Linked DNA regions of Gossypium arboreum: region 1 is linked to region 2. The links are chromatin contacts, called in public Hi-C maps. All regions are on one chromosome and are shown on one strand. The core of a region is the stretch at or near the end of the contact, and the rest is flanking DNA. Distances in the headings are between cores, read along the strand shown. Region 1 holds the start of LOC108460927 (transcription factor DIVARICATA-like). Region 2 holds the start of LOC108480706 (laccase-4-like).

What was found. Hi-C and Micro-C count contacts between places; a contact is called where the count stands out from the background.
Region 1: a Hi-C map of leaf shows a contact between it and region 2, with 2.5 times the contacts expected there. The contact joins the promoter of LOC108460927 here to the promoter of LOC108480706 in region 2. A contact is called at or near these places in 2 of 5 Hi-C or Micro-C datasets (both in leaf).

The regions. Positions count from the first base shown.
Region 1 is chr4:108,722,378-108,727,391 of ASM2569848v2, forward strand. LOC108460927 (transcription factor DIVARICATA-like) reads left to right here and starts at 1,624. Exons shown (of 2, transcript XM_017760633.2): 1 at 1,624-2,939; 2 at 3,197-4,096. The coding sequence starts at 2,515. The coding sequence ends at 3,698.
Region 2 is chr4:108,397,980-108,403,699 of ASM2569848v2, forward strand. It overlaps LOC108480706 (laccase-4-like), which reads left to right and starts at 2,407. Exons shown (of 5, transcript XM_017783783.2): 1 at 2,407-2,629; 2 at 2,760-2,911; 3 at 3,003-3,376; 4 at 3,474-4,400; 5 at 4,500-4,860. The coding sequence starts at 2,543. The coding sequence ends at 4,630.

The DNA.
Region 1 (5,014 bases), core at 374-2,873, 320 kb after region 2:
CTAGCGACACAGCCATGTGTCATTTGATGAATTATTTAGGGTGCAAGTCAGTGAGTTACAAAGCCTAACACACGGCCTGGCACACGAGCGTGTGACACGGCCATGTGACCCTACTTAGAGAGTTTCACGGGTAGGAACACGGGTTGAGACACAGCCATGTGTCCCTAGTTCAATTGTTACACGGCCCAAGACATGGGCATGTTTCTCAGCCTTGTGAGACACACGGCCTGGCCACATGGCCGTGTGACCCTTGTTTTGTAGATTTTTTATCTTTTTCCTAAACTTTCCAAACTGATTCAAATTGATCCCAATTTGTTTCTAAACTATTTTTAAGGGCTCAATTCAGGGACTATATGTATGTGTATGAATAATTTATTATGTGATTACAATTGAATGATATAAGGTTCAAATGTTTTTGATTGTTTAGTAATACTCTGTAACCCTAATCCGACGACGGAAACGAGTTAAGGGTGTTACAGAAAGAGAGAAGGGCAAGATATATTCTCTAGAGTAGGTGAGAAAGTAGAGAAGGTTATGATGTACAATGTCTTACAGAAAACAAAATGATAAGACATTTTACTATAAAACTTGTTTTTTAAAAGTTGACTTGTACATTATTTTTACATTAATGCACTTGTTTTATCGAACCAAACATAAAAAAAATTGATTTGGATTTGGCAATAAGAAATTTAGCCCTTAAAGTTTACATATTTTTCAATTTAATGTTAATTTTAACAAATTTATCTCACTACATTTGTGTAAATTAAGGCTAAATTTGTTGAATTTTTTAGAATTAAGACTAAAATGACAAAATATGTAAACATCGAAGGCTAATTTTGTTGCTATATCAATCAAAGTATTACTATTGACAGATGACATAAATGTCATTTTTTTTAACAATCTCATTATAGATTTTGATGATATCTACTTTTTTTAATATAATGCCTAGAACAACTCATAGCCCCTCCCCAACCCTTAAATAGGAGGATAATACGCTTCAGCACACTCAAACCCACATCTTCCTACACTAACATCAATGTCTATGTTAATTGAGCTAAAATTCAATCAACACATTAACGTCGTTATTAATTGTTATTACATTGCTCACTTTCGAAACTGACGAGGATTAAATTGCTTTAATATTTTTTAGAGCGATCAATTTGCTCAATTTCAAAATTGGGAGAATAAAAAATCCTTTTAACTAAATATACATTAATCTAATTCTTATATATATTTTAACTAGTTAATATGAATAAAGTTATTTGATAATTTTACTTCCAAATACAAAAATTAAAAGTAACTAAATCTCAACTTTTATGTTTAGTAAAAAAAACGAGTATTTTATTTTATTCCACAAGTAGTCTTAAAATATTGACATATATCTTTGTTTTAATATTTTATTATATTCTTATAGAATACTTATCAATATCTCACCAAAATCTAAAAATTCCACTGTCAATTAATAATTTCTCAAAAAATATATTTAATACTTTTAACTTCAAAATCAAATTTCTCTACTAATTTTGTAATGAAAAAGCACATTTCACCTCCCATTAAAACTTTGGATGACACGAAGGACAAACATCTCACGTGCCAAAATTGGTCATCTCCAAATAAAAAGACCAGAAAACCAAACATCCAATTTCATTCACCAACAAGCCAAATGTCCGTCGATGTCTCTCTTCTGATTGGCCATCACCCTTCCCTCATAATATTTTAGAGAAAAAGAACGTTGCTTTGGCCACAGTAGCGCCCACAATCTCCGTTTTCTTCAACACCAATCACAAGTTAGCAGCTTTGACCCCTCTCTTTCTCTCTGCCTTCACTTTCAGTCTCATCATTCTCTGTTTCATAGTTTTGTAAGCAGTACAAAATATAACTCAAAAGAGTGTGCTTATAATTCATTTCTATCATGCACTCTCTCTTTCTTCTCCTTGCTTTTGCTTTATCTTCCTAACAAAATATAAACTGCTAAAGATTTCCCCCCACTTTTAGCTCTCCAATTCTCTAGAACCTTCTTTGTTTTGTTTTATTGTTTTTGCTTTCTTCATCGATTTACTGCGTTCTTTTTTTTTTTCCAGTTTGTGTTTAAATCTATGATCTGGGTTTTTAAATTTTAATCTCTATATCAATTTTCTAGTTGTAATTGTAGTATGTAATTTTGGATCTACTATGTATGTCTAGGGTTTTTCATTTATATTTGCAAAGATCTGCTTTTTTCTTCTTTTTTTTTTCTACCAGCTCTCGAATTTTCCTTGGGTTTTGGAAAGTTCACTTTTTTGAGATTCCTCAACTTAATCTTGTGTGAAAAAGGGTTCCGAATCCATTTTAATGTTTTTATGATTTGATATTTCGTTGCTAATTTAAAACAGCCTTACTTCTCTGCATTTATCTAATTTGGTTTTTCTCTCTCTTTGAACAATTTCATTCAAAGAGGGAGAAAAGCATAGTTTTCTTCTTTCTTTTTTTGCGTACGGGCAAATCATCTTTGGCAGTTTACATAACCAGTAACAAATGAATAGGGGACTTGAAATTCTCTCTCCAGCCTCTTATTTACATACTTCCAATTGGTTTTTTCAAGAGAGTAAAGGTACTAAATGGACGCCTGAAGAGAACAAGTGCTTTGAAAATGCTTTGGCTTTATATGATAAAGATACCCCTGATCGATGGATTAAGGTGGCATCTATGATTCCTGGAAAAACAGTTGGGGATGTCATCAAGCAATACAGAGAATTGGAAGAAGATGTGAGTGATATAGAGGCTGGCCTGATTCCAATCCCTGGATATAGCAGTGATTCTTTTACATTGGAGTGGGGTAATGATAGTCAAGGCTTTGCTGGATTTAGACACTATTACACTCCTGGTAAAAGAGGGACTGGGTCTCGTTCTTCTGATCAAGAAAGGAAGAAAGGAGTGCCATGGACTGAAGAAGAACACAGGTAACTGCTAGCCCTTTTTTTTGGTTCTTTATATATTTGACAATTATGATCAGTCCTTAGGATATCAGGTATCAATGGAGTTTCCTGTTTGAATCTTGCAATTGTTATGAATGTTGACAATGTGGTTGGTTGGTAAACACTGTGTATGTTTTGTTGGTGCATGTCGCTTTTCTTGGTTGTGCAAATTCTGTACCGTTCAATGGTTTTCAGCATTTTTCCTAGCGGCTTATGATGTTTGACTTGATGATTAATGACAGACAATTCTTAATGGGTCTTAAAAAGTACGGTAAAGGGGATTGGAGAAATATTTCACGCAATTTCGTGACTACTCGAACACCGACTCAAGTGGCAAGTCATGCTCAGAAATACTTCATCAGGCAGGTAACTGGGGGGAAAGACAAGAGGAGGTCCAGTATCCATGATATCACAACGGTTAATGTCCCTGATACTCCCTCTTCGTCACCGGATCGCTGCAAGCATTCGTCTTCAAGTGATTCTTCTGCAGTCATACAGGCACAGCAGCAAGCTAAACTAGCCACAACTAAAGAGATCGACTTTGAATGGAAGCAACAAAATGGAGCAACTATGGTTTTCAACCGGACGAGTAATTGCAATGCTTTCCTGTCCCCTTTCTGTGGGATTTCATCATACGGACCCAAGCTGGAGGAACAAAATTTGCTTGGAGAAACTCTTCCCAGATCTCAATTCGGATCTTACAACACTCATTTCCAGATGCAGTCAATGCAACAACATCAATAAACTCGGTGATAATGTGGGAAGACTTTTCTCAAGGTATTATTATTAGTTAAAAGAGATGAAGATGAAGCCTACTAGTGATGTGTATATCTTGGAGATGCATTTTAGTCCGTAGTTTCCACTTAAAGAGAGATCAGTTAGGTGGTTTTGTGATTTATCATTCAAATTCTGAATCATTGAACCAAAAAGATAAAAGCTTATTTACTTGAAGCTTGGGCTCTTGTTAATTCTAGTCTAGTCGTGTGTCTGCATCATCTGTTGTAACCTGTTATTCTTAGATTGATTGTGTGTTCTATAGATACCACCATGTGGATCCGAGTCCTCTGCAAAATGACAGACTGTACTATAGAGGCTTAAAATTTGATATGAGCCTGAAATAATTCATATTTCCTTGCTTCAAACACTGATGTTCAGCACCTTAACTTGGGACAACATGAAGAAATCCATGGATCAGCTTTGGTGTTTTAGCCACAAGGGGTTATCTTGTTGTTGCTTATGAGTTTGCTCTGAAGCAGTTAATAAGGCTATTGTAATGAAATAATATTGTGGTTTAAAAGGATATATGGCCAAAGTGGAAGCAGGTGATTTGAGCAATATGCCATGTCAAATGTTGATCTATCTGACTCACAATGCATGCTTTTTTAAAGATATAGTTTAATGACTGTGCTTAATGGTGATGTCTTTTTGGCAAATTCGGGTTTATATTTTAGTAGCAAATTCCTTGTTGGCAATAAAGAAAAAAAGGAAGTAAATGGTAGTTTAATTAGTTGACTGATGTTGATAATAGAATCTTGACTGATCCAAGGTTAAGAACCACTAATCAAAGCATCTCATTCTTCCATTCCACTTCGATTTTAAACTGATTATTTTTGCCAAAGACTCACTGATTCTTTTTTCAAACCCCCCCACTCCCATTTTTTTAATGGTCAGTGAAGGAATCTTAGCATCATAGATCAATGATTCTCATCTATCTTCTTCTATTATGGTGGGATTTTGGAATTGGAATTTAGGAATACCAGATCATATGTGACCGCATCTTTTGTCTCCATTTTCCTTTTCTTCAGGATGGACCTCAAAGGTACCTGCAAAAAAATAATAATAATAACAATAATAGTAGTATCCATGGCTTTTCATTTGGGTCAAAGCACTAAAAATTTTGTAAGCATCTTGGTCCTGGTTAGTGCAGTGAGGGATCCTGATGTGATCTGTAACCCGTATTACTTTTTCTAAAGTGTTACTTTTTTTTTTTTTTTTTTTTTTTTCATTATGCCTGCTTTTCCATTGTTCTTTGCTGTTCCAACAGGCTTCATGAAAACCTC
Region 2 (5,720 bases), core at 1,157-3,656:
AAGTAATTTGTTCTTTGTTTCTTGCATTTGTTTCATTGTTCTTTGTTCTCTGTTTCCTTCTTTTGTTGCTGATTTTTCCTTCAACTTTAGCTCAAGTTTGTGTTCATTTTGCTCTTGGTTTCACTTGATCTTCTTGAGCAAATTTGTTGTTTATTTTGTGTTTTTTCTTGCCAATGTTCCAACAAATGGTATCCGAGCTTTTATGATCTTAAAGGGCCTTTGGAATTTTTGCTTCTCTTGCTAGAAAGGCAAGGAGCCGTTGAAGCTGTCATCTTTGAAGGCTTGTCTTTGCTTCGCTACTTGTTAAGAAAGAAGGCGCCAAAGTCTAACATCTTTGAGGGCTATTTGTTAAGGTAGCAAACAACTCACATTTGTGAGACTATAAGTTGAAGGAGGAGAAGGCAGTGACAACTCACCCCGTGAGACTCTCAAACAAGCTTAGGATAAGTCAAGGAGGAGTTTCAAGGAAGGCGGTATGTGAAGAGCAAGTCATCAAAGGTGAAGTTCAATGCAAGTTGTAAAGTTGCAAGCCTGTTGAAGACAGTAAACCAAGTGCGAGCCTGTCAAAGTGAGAGCCCGTCTAAATGCAAGCCGAGTGGGTGCAAGCCAAAGTGTGGCGGACGGTCTAAATGCAAGCTCGAGAGGGTGCAAGTGTAGATTGAAGGCAAGCAAACTATACTTGCAAGCTGTTTGTGTAAGAAGAAAGCAGGACGAGAATGAACAAATGAACAAGCTAGGCAAGATGTGTTGTCAACCGAGGCTATGAAGGAGGAGAAAACTCCATTTGATGAGCAAATGTTTGGCACAAAAGATGGGATAGTCAAGTGTGCAAGTCGATTTGCTATGAAGGAGGAGAAGACTCCATTTGATCAACGAATATTTAGGCACAAAAGACTGGGATTGTCAAGTGTGTGAGTGAGATTCTGTTGATAATGAGGCCAAGGTTGAAGATAAGTTGAGAATGAAGTTCTTGTGCAGGGTCAACTTGAAAGAAAGCATCTAAGAACTGCCAAGTTCAAAAACTTGATGAATGAATGACATTTGCAGCATGGAGTCCAAGGAGGAGTGTTGGAAGTTGGCCACCCATGCTACTGTTATGTTTTTGTTGAGTGCATACGGCTTGTATGCATCTTTACCGCATGACAACATGTTGTCTGTTGTAGTTGCAATTTAGTTTAGTTTGGTTGAAAATGAACTAAGTTCTTGACGTTTTGATGTGTTTAGGTGATGATTGAGTGATAATTCACTTATTGATGTGTACAAGTAATGCTTAGCAAGTCCCTAGGCTACTAAGTGGGAGTAGGTAGTATTTGGTAATGTGTTTTCTCTATAAATGTATTGTTTCTTTATTGAATGAGTAAGCATATCGTAAGCAAATCAATTTTCTTAGTGAAGCCGATTGCTTCCTTGCTTCACATTTGTGAGCAAGTAATTTGTTCTTTGTTTCTTGCATTTGTTTCATTGTTCTTTGTTCTCTGTTTCCTTCTTTTGTTGCTGATTTTTCCTTCAACTTTAGCTCAAGTTTGTGCTCATTTTTGCTCTTGGTTTCACTTGATCTTCTTGAGCAAATTTGTTGTTTATTTTGTGTTTTGCTGCTGCCAATGTTCCAACATCTATAACTGCTACTCTAATACTATACAAGAAATTATAGATGAAAGGGAAAAATATTCTCACAATCATATTCATCAAGGTACTTATGACCTCAATATATATAAGTAATATAATAGAATTTGACTATAAAAGAATCATTTTGTAACAAACAAATAGTAACAAAAACAAGGTGAACAGTGAATTTATTAAGCTTAGTGAAATTGGTTAATTGAGAATTGAGTTGAGATAGTCATTCTCTATGTTTGTTTGTTCATTTTTTCTAATAGGTTCATGAATTGCATTTAAAAAAGTGATCGACTAAAACAGTGGCCCATAGAAATGTTCAGGATATTCTAACTTTTAAAACTATAAGGATACAAATTCAACTTCTTCTTCTTCTTCTTTTTTCTTTTTTTTATATTATTTCAATTAACTTGGCCGAATCTGTCTAGATAGTCTCATTTCAATACTTAGGGTGCTAAATGATTTAAGTAAAAAGCCCAGCATTTTTAGACAATATCTTGGAGAAAAATAGCTATTTTTTTTTTTTGGCTGAAATGTAAATTATTGACCACAAATTCCAACCAACCAAATTTCTGATTAAGCTCTAATTAATTGGAAACTGCATTTAAGAGGTTCAATAACTTAACTTCCAATTATGATTTGGTACAAAAAAAAAAAAAAAAAACCAACTTTATGTGAAATGCAAGAAATCATGGGAAAACCCTCTGTTTAATTCTCAATAATTCTTGTTTCTAAAGGATACATTCATCTACCTAACTAAGTAACAACGACATGGCAGCAATTGGCTTATCACCCTTTAAAAGGGTACGGTGGTGAGTCATACCTGACTGCAACTAGGCCGAGGTGAACTAAGTGTTCAAACAATAACAAAAAATATTTAGATAAAGAGAGAGACAAGGTGAAAAGGGATTAGAAGAAAAGAGACACAATGTACTCTTCGATTCGAGTTTTAGTTCTCGTCGCAGTCCTTTTTCCTGTTTTTGTCGATTGCACTGTTCGGCACTACAAGTTTAATGTAAGTACATATGGTTTATTTACTTTACGTAAAGTAGTTCAGTTTCAGTAGCAACTTTTCGTTTTTTACTTTGTTATGTAGAAATTAAGCTTCTTATTAAGTGAATTTGAGGTGTTGGTAACATGCGCAGGTGGTAATGAAGAATACCACTCGATTATGTTCAAGTAAACCCATTGTGACCGTCAACGGTAAGTTCCCAGGGCCAACTTTGTACGCCAGGGAAGGCGATACGGTGCTTGTTAAAGTCGTCAACCATGTCAAATACAATGTTTCCATACACTGGTCAGCACCCAAATCCCTGTTTTGGATTCATGAATATCACTTCAAAAAATCAAACATAGAAATGGACCCCTTGTTTCACTTGATTTTGCAGGCATGGTATCAGGCAACTTCGAACAGGTTGGGCGGATGGGCCAGCATATATAACACAATGTCCAATTCAGTCAGGGCAAAGCTATGTATATAACTTTACCATCACAGGCCAAAGAGGAACACTGTTATGGCATGCGCATATTCTGTGGTTAAGGTCCACGGTTCATGGTGCCATTGTTATCTTGCCTAAGCGCAGTGTTCCATATCCATTTCCGAAACCCCACAAGGAAGTTGTTGTTGTACTCGCCGAGTGGTGGAAATCCGACACTGAAGCAGTGATCAATGAAGCACTCAAATCTGGATTGGCTCCAAATGTTTCGGATGCTCACACCATAAATGGCCACCCAGGAAAGGTCTCGGGTTGTCCTTCACAGGGTACTCTCCTTCCCTTTCACTTTTGTCTCAAATTTTGAAACTTGGTTTTTAAACTAAGATCTTTGATGTATATGGTCTATGTTGCTATCATATTCAGGAGGTTTCTCATTGCCAGTGGAAAGCGGCAAGACCTACTTGTTACGCCTAATCAACGCTGCACTCAATGAAGAGCTCTTTTTCAAGATTGCCGGGCATAAGCTTACTGTTGTCGAAGTTGACGCCACATATGTTAAGCCGTTCAAAATTGATACAGTCGTAATAGCACCAGGCCAAACCACCAATGTCCTTGTCTCTGCTGATCAAAATTCAGGCAAATACATGGTTGCTGCCTCCCCTTTTATGGACGCTCCGGTTGCAGTCGATAACCTGACAGCAACAGCAACATTGCACTACTCGGGCACACTTGACAACACCCCCACAAGTCTCACTACCCCACCACCACAAAATGCCACATCAGTTGCCAACAACTTTATAGACTCTCTGCGTTCCCTCAATTCCAAACAATTCCCTGCCTTGGTCCCACCAACTATTGATCATAACCTTTACTTTACCGTCGGACTGGGGGTTAACCCTTGTCCTACTTGCAAAGCCGGTAATGGAAGCCGCGTGGTAGCTTCTATTAACAATGTGACTTTCACTATGCCTACTACGGCCTTACTTCAAGCACATTTCTTCAACATCAGTGGCGTGTTTACCACTGATTTCCCTAGTACCCCACCGCACGTCTTTAATTACACCGGAACTCCACCAAAGAATTTGCAAACAAGAAATGGGACCAAGGTTTTCAGGCTGGCTTATAACTCTACGGTACAACTTGTTTTGCAAGATACTGGAATCATAGCCCCTGAGAACCACCCAATCCACTTACATGGATTCAATTTCTTTGCCGTTGGTAAGGGACTTGGAAACTATAATCCCAAAACCGATCCTCAGAAATTTAACCTTGTCGATCCTGTCGAGAGGAACACAATTGGGGTACCATCTGGTGGATGGGTGGCTATTAGATTCCGTGCAGATAACCCGGGTATACACTCACAATGTTCTGATATATACCATTCATTTTCCCAATGTTTTTCATCCGTTAACTTTTTTATGAACTCAATTTCTTTGTTTGAATTTTCAGGAGTTTGGTTTATGCACTGCCATTTGGAAGTGCATACAACATGGGGACTTAAGATGGCATTTTTGGTAGACAATGGAAAAGGGCCTAATCAGTCACTTCTTCCTCCTCCAAGTGATCTTCCAAAGTGTTGAACCAGGCAACTATGGACACCAGCACCGAGATTTTACGATGAAAGGAAACGTGGAAAGAGAATGAAAGAATTTCTTTCATGTGCAGAAGATGAGGCTGTGAACCTGTGTTATTTAATAAGCAAAAGAAGAGTTGAGATTGAATTCTTTTTCTCTTGGGTAAATGTCGAATAACATTTGTACAAGCATTATTATTTTTGGAATGAAATCATGAATAAATATTTTATTCAAAAGCACCATTTTTTTATGTTTTCAGTTTCATACTTTTATGGGTCATTGAAGCTAGGCTCGTCCTAGCCAATGTCAGGCCTTGGGCAGCCTCCATCTTAAAAAGGTTCAGCCGAAAAGCCTAACAGATCACCAAGTATTTAAGGCCCAAACCTGAAAATGAAATAGAAATGCTTGCAGATTGCAGTTTATACTATGGATACATCTTTTCTTTACCGACCGTAAAATTCATGGAGTTGTGTTTACTTTTTAGGTCGGATTTTGAAGTAATCAGTTATGCAATGGCTTTAAAGAATCTTTGTAACTTAAGCACATGGGGTTGTTTAAGATGGAAGAACCTCCAAAAGTAAAAAGACACAACAATCATGTTGAAAACACACAAGAATTGACAAATGAAAATATTATATTGCTAGTTTTCATCCATATCAAATGATCCATCTTTTTCGACTGTTGCCTTTGTTAGACCCTTTTATTTGCTTTCCTGGTTTGCTTGAAATGAAAGATGAAAGCAAATTTTAATCATCTTTTATTTCTACAAAATATCTTCTACACCACGCCTAAACCTTCATTCTCATCGTCCTTAATGAAATACATAATCAAGCAAGAAGGGAAAAAGGAAGAGATTATTAATAAAAGATGATGTTCATGGGTCGGATAGGTCATATTATGTTTTTTTTTTCATTTCTCTAGATTATATTTCAACTCGGCAACTCAACTCTCAGTTGAAGTTTATTATTCATTTCATATGAGAAAATTTAGAAAAAAATTTAAAAATAATTTTAATTAGTGATAAATAATACTAAAATCATGATTCTTAAAATTGGATCAAACTAGCTAGTTAAACCAATTGAATTAGGAACCAACT